Linked DNA regions of Mus musculus: regions 2 and 3 are each linked to region 1. A link is a contact called in public promoter capture Hi-C data. All regions are on one chromosome and are shown on one strand. The core of a region is the stretch at or near the end of the contact, and the rest is flanking DNA. Distances in the headings are between cores, read along the strand shown. Region 1 holds the start of Zfp26 (zinc finger protein 26). Region 2 holds the start of Shfl (shiftless antiviral inhibitor of ribosomal frameshifting). Region 3 overlaps Col5a3 (collagen, type V, alpha 3).

Evidence for each region. Promoter capture Hi-C pulls out the DNA fragments that hold promoters and counts their contacts.
Region 2: a contact with region 1 is called in a promoter capture Hi-C map of second pharyngeal arch cranial neural crest. The contact joins the promoter of Shfl here to the promoter of Zfp26 in region 1. A contact is called at or near these places in 11 of 39 promoter capture datasets (3T3-L1-derived adipocytes, the C10 cell line, cranial neural crest and 8 more), 1 of 115 datasets of contacts at active chromatin or transcription factors (memory CD8 T cells) and 1 of 9 other capture datasets (liver).
Region 3: a contact with region 1 is called in a promoter capture Hi-C map of pre-B cells. The contact joins the enhancer-like site here to the promoter of Zfp26 in region 1. A contact is called at or near these places in 4 of 39 promoter capture datasets (the HPC-7 cell line, HPC-7-derived erythroid cells, cranial neural crest and 2 more) and 3 of 484 Hi-C or Micro-C datasets (CD4 T cells and cerebral cortex).

The regions. Positions count from the first base shown.
Region 1 is chr9:20,458,295-20,462,139 of GRCm38.p6, reverse strand. Zfp26 (zinc finger protein 26) reads left to right here and starts at 1,980. Exons shown (of 10, transcript NM_011753.3): 1 at 1,980-2,195; 2 at 2,479-2,593.
Region 2 is chr9:20,866,970-20,870,814 of GRCm38.p6, reverse strand. It overlaps Shfl (shiftless antiviral inhibitor of ribosomal frameshifting), which reads right to left and starts at 2,173. Exons shown (of 8, transcript NM_175687.2): 1 at 1,879-2,173; 2 at 1,362-1,485; 3 at 1,162-1,211. The coding sequence starts at 1,899.
Region 3 is chr9:20,792,767-20,796,611 of GRCm38.p6, reverse strand. Col5a3 (collagen, type V, alpha 3) reads left to right here. Exons shown (of 67, transcript NM_016919.3): 25 at 609-662; 26 at 758-802; 27 at 902-955; 28 at 2,621-2,665; 29 at 2,848-2,901; 30 at 2,995-3,102. Among named protein-coding and RNA genes, the nearest start is that of Col5a3, 20 kb to the left of the region's middle. Within about 2 kb of position 2,206, at least 100 of the 459 cell types and tissues checked have an H3K27ac peak or open chromatin away from gene starts, as enhancers often do. A contact at or near this core is called in the HPC-7 cell line, cerebral cortex and pre-B cells, where this site is marked.

The DNA of each region.
Region 1 (3,845 bases), core at 731-3,230:
ACAAACAAACATGGGAGGGAGAAGAAGGTACTTTTCTGTGAGTTTGAAGTCAGCTTCCTTTACATAGTGAACTCCCAGGACAGCCAGAGCTACATAATAGAGAGACCCTGCCTCAAACAGCCTCCCCAACTAAGAGAGAGAGAGAGAGAGAGAGAGAGAGAGAGAGAGAGAGAGAGAGAGAGAGAGAGAGAGAACATAAAAACTAAGACTTGTAAACTTGTAAGTATGTTGCCAAGCTTAATGATCTGGGTTTGATTCTCAAGACCCACGTAGTGAAAGGAGAGAATCGATGCCTGTAAGTTATTCTCTGACCTCCATAGTGTACCAAGGCACATGTGTCCATGAACACACAAAACATAGAAATGCAATAAAAGCTAAAAAGTATTTAGCAAGGTTTCCTGCAAAATCCCTAGTAAAAAAAAGGCCAAATGCATTTGCATATTTCCAACTGAAGTAAGCTGCTGGGTGGGCCACCTCTAGACTAAGAATGGCACAGAGTTCAACTGTGACTTACAGATGTTCCATCGTGGGCATCAGTGAGCAAATCCTGCAAGGGCCCCAGGTCTTATTTCAGATACTCAGGGCTAGCATCCAAGGCTAGCTCATTGTCACAACTCACCAAGACATTCAAAACCAATCTCAGGATATCTGTCTGCCAACAATTAAAGGTGGTGACAGACAGGCTAAGTCACAGAACACACACACACACACACATGCACACACACACAGAGGAAAGGAATACTGCATGGCCACTTTCATTCCTGGAGCAAACATAATATGAAGGTATAAAGCTCTTCTAGAGGGCCAGGGCTCATGCACACACACACACAGACACACACACACACACACACACACACACACACACACCCCTTTGTTTTTGTTGTTGGTCTCCTCCTCTTTCTTCTCTTCTTCCACAGGGTATCTCTATATACCAGCCCCTGGCTGTCCTAGAATTCACTTTGTAGAGTTGGCTAGCCTCAAAATCACAGATATTCGCTGGCTTCTGCCTCCTTAGTGCTAGATCAGTAGAGGACACAAAGTTTTATAGGAAAGAGATAGTACACAATCACAAGATACTGGTGTGGGCTTCTATAGGGCATCCCATTTAAGTATATCTTCAATGCATACACACACACACACACACACACACACACATATAAAATCTTGTGACTTTCTAAGTTATATTTCTCAAAGGATATAATTTATAAGGTTTAAAGATTAAGCATAGCTTAAAATTTAAATAACATTTAAAATTAAGTACAATATATTAACTTAATTTTTACTCTTACTGTTTACTCTTAATGAATATGTTTGTAAATGAAATTGTAAGATGGTTTTGTGAAGTACATTGTTCAGATTTAGGGTTGAGAGGAATGCTAATATAGTAAAATTCAAGACTATTGACATTTTGGCCCTAAGTAAGTAGAATTTGTCGCCTTACTATTTTCATTTTGTTTTGAGATGAGTTTTCACTTTGCAGTCCTGGCTGGCTTGAAACTTATTTTGTGGATCTAGCAGTCCTCGAATCAAGAAGATTGCCTGTCTCTGCCTCTGCGTGCTGTGATTGCAGGGGTGTGCTGCCATGCACTGATATTTGCTTTTAACATCTTATTTGAGATATCTTTATGAAAACACACATTTTTTCCCTCTGTATATGCAATTTTTGGCTGTATCAGTTGTGTTCACATTTTAAATTTTTCATCAGAAAGTCTCAGGGTGTGAGGCTTTCTTTTTTCATGTCCTCTTCATTTTCCCCATCTTTCTAGCTCGTTTCACTACCAACGATTAGAATTTAGCATGGTATCCAGAGAGTAAAGACTGAAGTGGTTAAATGGAAGCTATAGGCTGGTTCACAGACCTGGCAGTGCATCTGCCCAGGAAGTACAGGAACCAAGAGGAGGTAGGGAAGGAAAGGTTTGTGAGCCTCCTGAGACCCCGTACTTCCCGGTGTGTGTTTAACTTTGCACTGGGATTGGCCAATCGAGAAGGCCGTTCTCGCTCAGAAATCTTGTTCAAACTTCAATTTCATTCTTTGACTGGGCTTTTAACCTCCGCTTCAGAATCAATCGGCATCCAATTCCGGGGAACCGAAATTTCAATTCCGGAAGGACTCGGACACGGTAAACGGAAGTGAACCGCAGCTCGCCTCCGTCTCTTCCGGTGTGGCTTCGTGCGGCCCCCTTCTCTTTTTCTCGGTAGTAGCAGGCCGGCTGGGCGGGTTCTGGTGAGGCTAGGTAAGGGGATGGGCGGTGGCGGAGGTGGGGAGTGAGGCCTGGGTGTGGCCTCCATGGCGACTCCGCTGGTTCCCAGGCCGCGAGTCTCGCCCCGTTGCTTCTCAGAGGCTAGGGCCCTGCACTTCTCAGGTCCCGGCCGGGGGCCATTTCATCGGAACGATATTTGAGCTCCCCGTGCCTTCGAATGTAGCCCTTGCTGCCTCGAACGCCTTTAAGGTAATCGTACAAAATTTTTGCCTTCCAGAAAGAAGGATTTCGGCCGTTGGAATCTGTCTTCGCGCCCCATCGCTCCAGGAACCTGGCCATCCCGCTTCATTGTGAGCAGTGGGTGGAATTTGATGGAGCAGGAAAGTCCCAGGGTGAGGAGCTTCTGTCCGTTCTCATTTCCTCCACAGTCTCTCTCACTATCAACTATTAGAATTTAGTTGCTTTCGTGGAAACCGATGCATTTCATTAGTTCTTTCTGTTTCTCTCTCTCTCTCCCTCCCTTCTTCCCTCCATCCCTCTCTTGCACTCTCCCTTTCTCCTCTCCCCTCTCTCTCTCTCCCCCAAACCTCATGCATCCATTTTGAGAAAGTGTTAAATGCTCAGGCCATGCATATTTATCTGTTTGCAGACCACAAACCATCCCTTACCCCTTCCCTTCATCCCAACAATAAAGTATTAACAAGGGAAAAATAGGGAGTTTGGCACTCAAGGGATGGCTCATGAAAAACTGAAACTTGGGACTGGAGAGATGGATTAGTGATTAAGAGACCACATGTCATTTCTAGAGGATCAGATTTTAGTTCCCAGCACCCATGTTAGTGGCGTGTAACAGCCTGTAATTCCAGCTATCTGGGAATGGGGAGACCAGAGTCTCTAGGCACTTGCAGTCATGTGCGCCCCCCCCCCCTTAAATAAATAATAGAACTCTGTTAAGGAATGGGTGAGGCTTTATTTGATATGTTATTTCTCCACTGGTGAAATGAGCCAATTCAAGCCAGATTAGAATATTAGAGCAGGTTTATTGGGACGCTGCTCTCTGGTGAGTACATTGGCCCCAAGGATAGAGGCCGGGGAAGTCATTGTGTGGAGTGGGGATTGGGGGGTGGGCAGGAGAAAAGGCATCTGTGGGCAGAGAAAGAAAGTGGGGGGGGGGGGGAGGGAAGGAGAGAGAGAGAGAAAGAGAGAAAGAAAACACAAGAAAGGGGAGACCAAAGTGTTTGGTTTATATAGGGAAGAGCCTTTGTGGGAAGGGCAGCCCAGTCCCTGGCCTGGAAAGTTCAGGGTTGGGCAGGGAATGCCAGGTAGGAACTGAGGGATTCTGGGAGAACCTGGAGGCCAGGTCTGCTTTGGTGTGTATGATATGTACCTCAGTCCCTTGTCTCCGTCTGAAGCCAAACAGTATTTTTCTAAAGTCGTATGATATTTGAACATAATGCTTTTCTCCTGGTTGGGTAGCATGTTTCAGGAAAACTTAAAATTTTTACCTTTTGTTTAATTGCAGGAAAAAATGGGTTTCATTATATGTTCATGCATGCACATTGTATATTTCGATCGTGTACTCTGTTGCCTCTTCTTATCTTCCCTTTTGTCAGATACTCCCTCATATAGGTTTATTGGGGCTGG
Region 2 (3,845 bases), core at 924-3,423, 410 kb before region 1:
AGCCCATGGAACCCAGAGCCCTGCATGACCTCGCAGAGGCCACACATGTGACAACTGGCCTCAGATGCCACATGGTTTTAAACACTAAAACGTTTAAAAATGTCTATGTGTGTCTCTTCCCATGTGCATGTATACATGTGCAGTGCCCATGGACGCCAGAAGAGGGTGTCAGACCCCTTGGAACTTGGAGTGGTTGTGAGCGGTCCCATTTTGGAGCTGGGATCCTATGTGAGCAGCAAGTGCTCTTAACTGCTAAGCCATCTCTCTGTCCCCTGGCCACACTACAAAGCTCTGGGCTTTGGGGCTTGCAAGCAGCTAGCTGCAAGCCTAATTGGCTGCTCAGTTGCTCCCTGATGAGGGATGGCGGTCTTCACAGAGGGGCCTCTCAGAGCCCAGGCTTCGTTCCAAGTGGCTAGAGTCTGATTCCCTGAAGTCAACTGCTGGTCTCTGGAACCTGGTGAGTGTCGTGTCCCCGGGCTGGGTTCCTGTGCAATTGGATTGCCTCCTGGGACCCTGAGGAGGGGTAGGACATGAACCAAGGCCTGGAGATCTGCCTCACTCGTGCTCTCCATGAAGGCGACTTCCTGCTATTATTATTATTATCTTATCATATTGTTTATAGACCTAAAGCAAAAGAATATCATTGGTAGGATTCTTTTAGATGCCCAGCAAGGTGGTACACGCCTTGATCCCCTGCTCTTGGTAAGCAGAGGCAAGTGGATCTCTGTGAGTTCAAAGCCAGCCTGGCCTATCTAGTGAATTTCAGGGAAGTCCAGGGCTGAGCTATGTAAAGACTCTGTCTTACACAAAACAAAAACTCTGCTATGTCTTTCAAGCAAACAGAAGCCGAGGAGCAAAACAACCATATTGCCTTGATTCCTTCATCCCTCCTGTCCAGGCGTCTTTCTTCCCAGGATCTGCCCAGCTCAGACTTTCTTCTTATGCAAGAAAGGGTTGCCTTGAGTTTTCTTCGACATTCAGTCTCCTTATCCTACTGTCCTGTCTCTTCCATTTGAGGTAATCAGCATGTAATGAGCACCTACTGTTTGAAGGCTGCTTGAGAAAGGAAAGGACCCTAGATGGTAAGGGGAGCACTCACTGATTGTTCCTTCTGACAAGAGAATGGGAATCCCCCTTCCTTTGGGGACAGGGGGAGGTTACCTGAGCGTCCAGGTCGTTGCTCAGCTCCTGTCCGTCTTTCTGCTTGACACCTAGTGGGAGAACATGGGAGGGGCTCTTGAAGGGTGTAGGAGTTCCAGGCGGTGGAGAGCCTCCGGTTAAACGGAGCCAGGGTCGCTAAAGCGCTACAGCAATTCTGAAACCACACCCACTCAGTGTCCCCCCCACCAGGGCTGACTCACCATACACGATAGAGCGCCCAACTCCGGTGTGGTCGCTGCCAAACTTCCTCATAAGAGCCCCTGCCTTCTTGGGGGACACTTTCCCATGAAACTTCTCCCGGAGGCGCCTGACGCTCTTCTCCAACTAGGATAGAGGGGGGATAAGCTCTGATGTCGCCGGCGACGGGGAGCAGCCCCCGCACCTTCATTCTCCTGAACTTGACCCTGGCTTCTGGCCTCCGCATCCCCATCCCCCCCCCCCTTTAAGCCATTTCCTGGAAAAATCCGAAGTTCTCCAGGCATTGGGGGATGGTGGAGACTGCGGCGCGTCCCAGCCTCCCCGGTGCGAATTTGGGGTCTGGCGGTGTGTGTGTGTGTGTGTGTGTGTGTGGCGGGATGCAGGCCAGGTTACCCCCTTTCCTTCTGACCTCTGACCCTACAGCCCCACTGTGCCCAGGGATAGAGGAGGGAAACAGCCCAGGGGGCAGGGGTGTTCCCGGGAGCCCTTTCCGCGCCGCCGGTGGCGCGGCTGTCCTACCTCCACGCCATCCTGAGCCATGGTGGCCGGAGCACACCTGGCTGCGCCTGGGTCCGGGCCTCGCAAGCCTGGGTGGCGTCGCCGCAGCTCCGCCTCCCTCGGGCCCCTCTTTCAGTTTCGTTTCTACGTAAAGCTGGGGACCCTGAGGAGACCCCGCGCAGGCCTTGCGGCCACGCGTCTGCTCACGCGCCCTGTAGTGCTCCCGGGTGGTGCTCCCGGGCCTCCGAGCGCGCCTCACCGCGTCCTGCGCAGCAGCGCGGCCTCTGCAGTCGGTCACATGTCCCCACGCTGCGCGGGGTCCGCGTCTTCACGTCCCCCTTGGGGGCGGAGCCGCACCACAGTTCGGTGCTCCCTCGCTGCTCCTCCTATGCAGAACCCGAAGCGTCTTCGGACCACCGTGGCGTTTTGCTATGCTCAGCAGTTCTAACTCCCACGGCTTCTCTCTCTAATTCCCACACTCTCAGCCTCAGTTTCCTCCTCTGTAAAATGGGCATGCAAGATAGGCATGGTGACACACACCTGTCACTCCAGCAGTTGGAAGGTGGATGCAAAAAGATCAGGAGTTCAAGGATGTCCTAGACTATGTGTGACCCAGTTTCAAAAAAGAAAAAAAGAAAAAGGGGGGGGGGGAGGGGAACATCCTAGGACAAAATGAAATGAAAGATTTTTTATTTTTTTTATTATTTTTTTTTTAGCAAGTTTTACAGACTTCTCCAGAGAATGGGCCCCAGAATCTAAGAGGCCTGGGCTTTTTCACCCCGTTTAAATACCTTCTTCCCAGTGAACCTCTGCCTTGCCCCTTTCGGTACAGAGCTTGGGTCTCACTATGATCCAGGAGCACAGAAATCTTTGCTGGGTGATCTGGCTCCCACCACCACCAAAGGTGGATGCCACAGGTGCAGATAAGGTGGTTTAACAGTGAACCGGAGACCAAAGCCAGAGAGGGGGAAATGGAAACTGATCTACCCTCCCCTTCAGCCTCTTTCCCAGGCCCCATAGTTTCAATGGTGGCCCTTATGGTCCAGGTTACTCTGGAACTTTCTATGTAGCTGAGGATGACTTTGAACTCACCATCCTCCTGCTTCCACCTTCTGAATGCTGGGGGTCTCATTGTATAGCCGTGGCTGTCCTTAAACGTATGGTATGGTGGTCCTCCAGCCTTCGCTCTGTAGCACTGAGATTACAGCTGTGAGCCACCGTGTTTGGTTTTCCAGGGGGATTAATGTCACTTAGCACAATGTGGGACATAGATATTGCATCAGTCACCAGGTGACCTTTGAAGTGTCATGCTGGTTGGAAGCAGAGTAAAAATGTGAAGAAAAGCCAACTCCTGGCCCCTTACACCCTTGTAGACTTCTGGCTCCAAGGAATCCACATTGTAAATCTAAAGCCGAGAATCATGTGAGCATCGGGCCCTGGTCTCTACGCAAGCCTGAAAGGAACACCTCCAAATGGATAGTCATCAATAAGTTATATTGAAATACTATAGCTGTTATGGAAAGTGGGATAGAAGTTCCTCACAGAATACAATGAGCATAAGATCTGTCAACTATTGGGGAAAATGCCTGTAGGAAAGGAAACCAGCTTGTTAATGAGTGCCGGATACTTGCGCCTGTGTGCATTGCTGTATTGTTCACGCGATGTCCATTAATAGGTGAATGGATAAAGAAAATGCAGCGTGGACACACCATGGAATATTACTCACCCATAAGAAAGAAGAAGCCTCATTACTTACTGCAACAGGTATAAGGCTGGAGGGCATTATGTCAAGCTGCCTAAGATCTCATTCAGTCAGTGGAGACTAAAGAAACTGTTGGAGAAGCAGAGAGGGGCAGGGCAGAGGTGGGAAGGTGGAAAGCGCCTGGTCAAGGGTTACAGTGTTACAATTTGAATGCAAGAGTAAATTCCATTGAGCTGACTGGGTCAGGAACAGCCTGACTGTTTCAAAATAGCTAGAAGAGACCCTG
Region 3 (3,845 bases), core at 957-3,456, 330 kb before region 1:
CACACCCCTGCAGTCCCAGCAATTGTCGCAACCTGGACCTTACTGCAGAACTTTGTCTAAATAAATGAAATGAAATGAAATGGAGCAAAGAAACAAGACAAGGGGGTGTGGGTGAGAAGTCTGGACTCGAGCATATTTCATACTGGTTTTGTTCTTTCTGTGGTACTGGGCATCGAACCTGGGGCCTTGTGCATCATAGTGCTTGCCTATACAGCTCGTCACTAGTGGATTCTAGGAAGGAGATCTACCACTGAGCCACACCATGCCCCTTCTCATATGGTTTTTTGTTTGTTTTGTTTCATTTGTATTTCAAGGCAGGGTTTCTCTGTGTAGCCCTGGCTGGCCTCGAACTCAGAGATCCACCTGCCTCTGCATCCCGAGTGCTAGGATTAAAGGCGTGCGCCACAACCACCACCACCACCCAGACTCTCATTTTGCTTTTGCATCTCTCCCAGATAAGGAGGATCTCCGAAGCTCAGAGAGGGCAAGCTGGGTCACCAGCGTCACACAGCAAACATGGGCAGAGCTTGTGTTCTAGGCTCACTTTGAGCTGCCTGGGTAGGCACTGAGACTCTCAGGCTACTCTTATTTTTCCCCTTTTTTTTCAGGGTCCCCCTGGAAACCCCGGAATTCCAGGTGTCCCAGGATCTGAGGGCCCCCCGGTGAGAACTACGAGCTGGGACAAGGGGAAGGGGAAGTTTTGGGTTTCTGCATGACACATTTTGGCCTTTGATGAGTTGATGTGTTTCTCTGGCAGGGCCACCCAGGCCACGAGGGTCCCACAGGAGAAAAAGGGGCTCAGGTGAGTGACCAGGAGAGTGGCTGGGTTGGGAAAGAGGAGTAGCAAGTGAGGAGACAGGATACTGGGAACAAGATAGCGCTGACCTTGTTTTCCTATCAGGGCCCACCAGGATCAGCAGGCCCTCGGGGCTATCCTGGACTTCGTGGTGTGAAGGTAGGGAACCCCTGAGGGCTTGAAGGTGGGACTGTTGATTAGTGTTGGTGTCAGAAGACCAACTTAGTGCCAGGTATCATGTGATGTCTGTGGCCCCAGTATTTGGGAGGCAGAGGTGAGAAGATTCCTCCAAGTTGGAGGCTAGCCTGGGCTATATAATGAATTCTGCCAGCCAGAGGTGTATTGCACTATTATATTTTGAGACCCTGTTTCACAAACTAATCACTAACAAAATACACACACACACACACACACACACAAACACACACAAACACACCCTGTAATCACAGTACTTGAGGGAAGAAGATCAGGAATTTAAGATCAGCCTGAGCTATACAAATTTGAAGCCAGCCTGTTTCAAACTAAGAATTAAAAAGGCTGGGGCAGAAGCTCAGACCACAGAATGCTTGCCTAGCATGTATGGAGTGTCCCAGGTTCCAATCCCAGCACCCTATAAACTCAGCATGGTGGTACATGCTGTGGTCCTAGTGTGGAGGTGGTAGAGGCAGAGGCATTGGAAGTCCAGAGTCATCTTTAGCCATGGGGTGAATTTTAAATCAGCCAGGGCTACATGAGACAGTGTCTCAAAACAAAATAAAGCAAAATAAAGAAATAACAATAGCAAAACCCACTCCAGTACCTGGGAGGCAGAGGCAGGAGGATCTCTGTGCTTTCCAGGACATTCTGGTATTCATAGTGAATTCCAGGCTAGGTAGGCGGGACTACTGTCTCAAAAACAAAACAAGAGTCCCTTGTCTCAAAAACCAAAACAAAACAGAAAGTAAACAAATGAAAAAACAGTATATTAATGGCTCTATTTTATTGTTAGTTTCTTTTCTCGTCTTTTTCTTTGCTTAATTTATAAATTGTCTTTTATCATAGTTTGATGTATGCATAGAACAGGCAACATAGATAAGGGCTGGCTCTAATCCCTTCTGGCAACTCCTGGGGGGTGGGGGGTGAGGGGTGGGGGTGTCCCATCTTATTTTGCAGATAAGTGGAGGGCTGTGGCTGCCGCCTGTGTTGTATCTGAATCGAGTTACTTTGTAGCCAAGGGAGAGGATGGCTGCAGCCAAAGCTTTCTTTACTGAGGTCCAGTGAATTACTGCGGGGCTGCAGAAGGCCCTGCTGTTTCCAAGTGCATAGTTGCATCAGCTCCAACTGCTTGTTCATTCTTCAGTTGAGCTCAGTTCCCGTCTGAGCCAAGTGCAGTTTTTCAGTGTGGTACAGGCAGGAAGTCAGCCCAGGGTATGCGCTCTGCACGGGATGGGCATGCTGTCACCAGGCACAGAGTCTCCTTGTGGCCAGCACAATGGGGAAACTCTCCCCTGCCTTTGGAATAAAACTGGCCTCTGGAATGTTCTTTCTTCTGCCAGAAGGAACTGTAGACACTGTGTCCTCAGGAAGTAGAGATGAATGGCGTAGAGATTTGGCTCTCCTGCTTCTCCCCACTCATCTGAACATGGTGGGGGTGGGGGATGGGGTGGCTACCAGGCATGGAGGAGCCACTGAGGGGCTCAGAGGAGACAGGGCTGCTCCCTCTGGGGCTCCCCACCACACTATCCCCGTCTTGCAACTGTTCTCACAATTTTAGGTCAAGGGAGGAAGTCTAAAACCTTCCTTTAGCAGGGAAGGAGACTGAGAGCTCTCTAAATTTTTTCTTAGGGTACCTCTGGTAACCGGGGTCTCCAAGGCGAGAAAGGAGAAAGGGTGAGGAGGAAGGGGTTCACTGGAAGGGAGGGAGAGGGAGCCCCCATAAAGAGCCCCTGCCCGTGTTCCTTCCCTAAGACCCTGACTTCTACTCTTCGCCTGCCTCTGTCCCTTTCTCTGTCCCTCCCCTCCTTTCTCCCTGCTCTTGCCTGCTCTGTCTCCATTTCTGTATCTCCCCCCAGGGAGAGGATGGCTTTCCTGGCTTCAAGGGTGATGAGGGACCAAAAGGCGACCGGGTAAGACCAGCTCCAGATGAGGACTGTGTGGTGTAAACATGGGATGGGCTGTGATTAAACAGTTTATTTATTGACTTATATTTTCTACCTCAGGGAAACCCCGGACCCCCAGGTCCCAGAGGAGAGGATGGTCCAGAAGGACAAAAGGGGCCTGGGGGACTGCCTGGTGATGAGGGTCCTCCAGGAGCAGCAGGGGAGAAGGTGATTTGCATGGTCCACTTGCGTCGTTTACTGCCCATCTCCGTGCCTGGCTGCTGCCTCACTGTCCAATCTGGATATGGAACCAGGACGTCTCACTTGTTAGAAAACAGTTGTACTGTGGAGCCACTCCCCAGCCCCACACTGGGGACTCTGGGCAGGGGCCCTAACACTGAGTCCCACCCCAGCCGCTCACTGGGGGATTCTGGACAGGGATGTCGGGCTGAGCTAACCCGGCATACTTCATTTATTTGCTGAGCATTGCAGAGCAATTACTTGCTTGCACCTTCGTTTTAATCCCCACAGCGACTCTGTGTGATAGACTTTTAAAAAGAATTATTTTATGTCATAGTGGTGCATTCCTTTAATTCCAGAGATGGTGGGGTGGGGTGGAACAAAGGTACTTGGATCTCTAGGACAGCCAGAGCTACACAATGCGACCCTGTCTTTAAAAGGGGTGGGGTGGGGGATTTATTTTTATTTTTAATTCTGTGTCTCTCTGTGTGAGTACAGATGCCTCCAGAGGTCAATCCCTGGAGCCAAAGTCACAGGTGGTTGTGAGCTGCCTGATACGGTGCTGGGAATCAAACTACTGAGCCATCTCTCAAGTTCCTGTGGTAAACAGCTCACCCTCCCCTTACAGAGGAGGACACTGGCTTATACTGGTGAATGAGCCCCTCGCAGGCAGGCACATCCCTCGTAGGACCTCAGTTTCCTAGGTTCTCACTCGGTTGCACAGGTTGCAC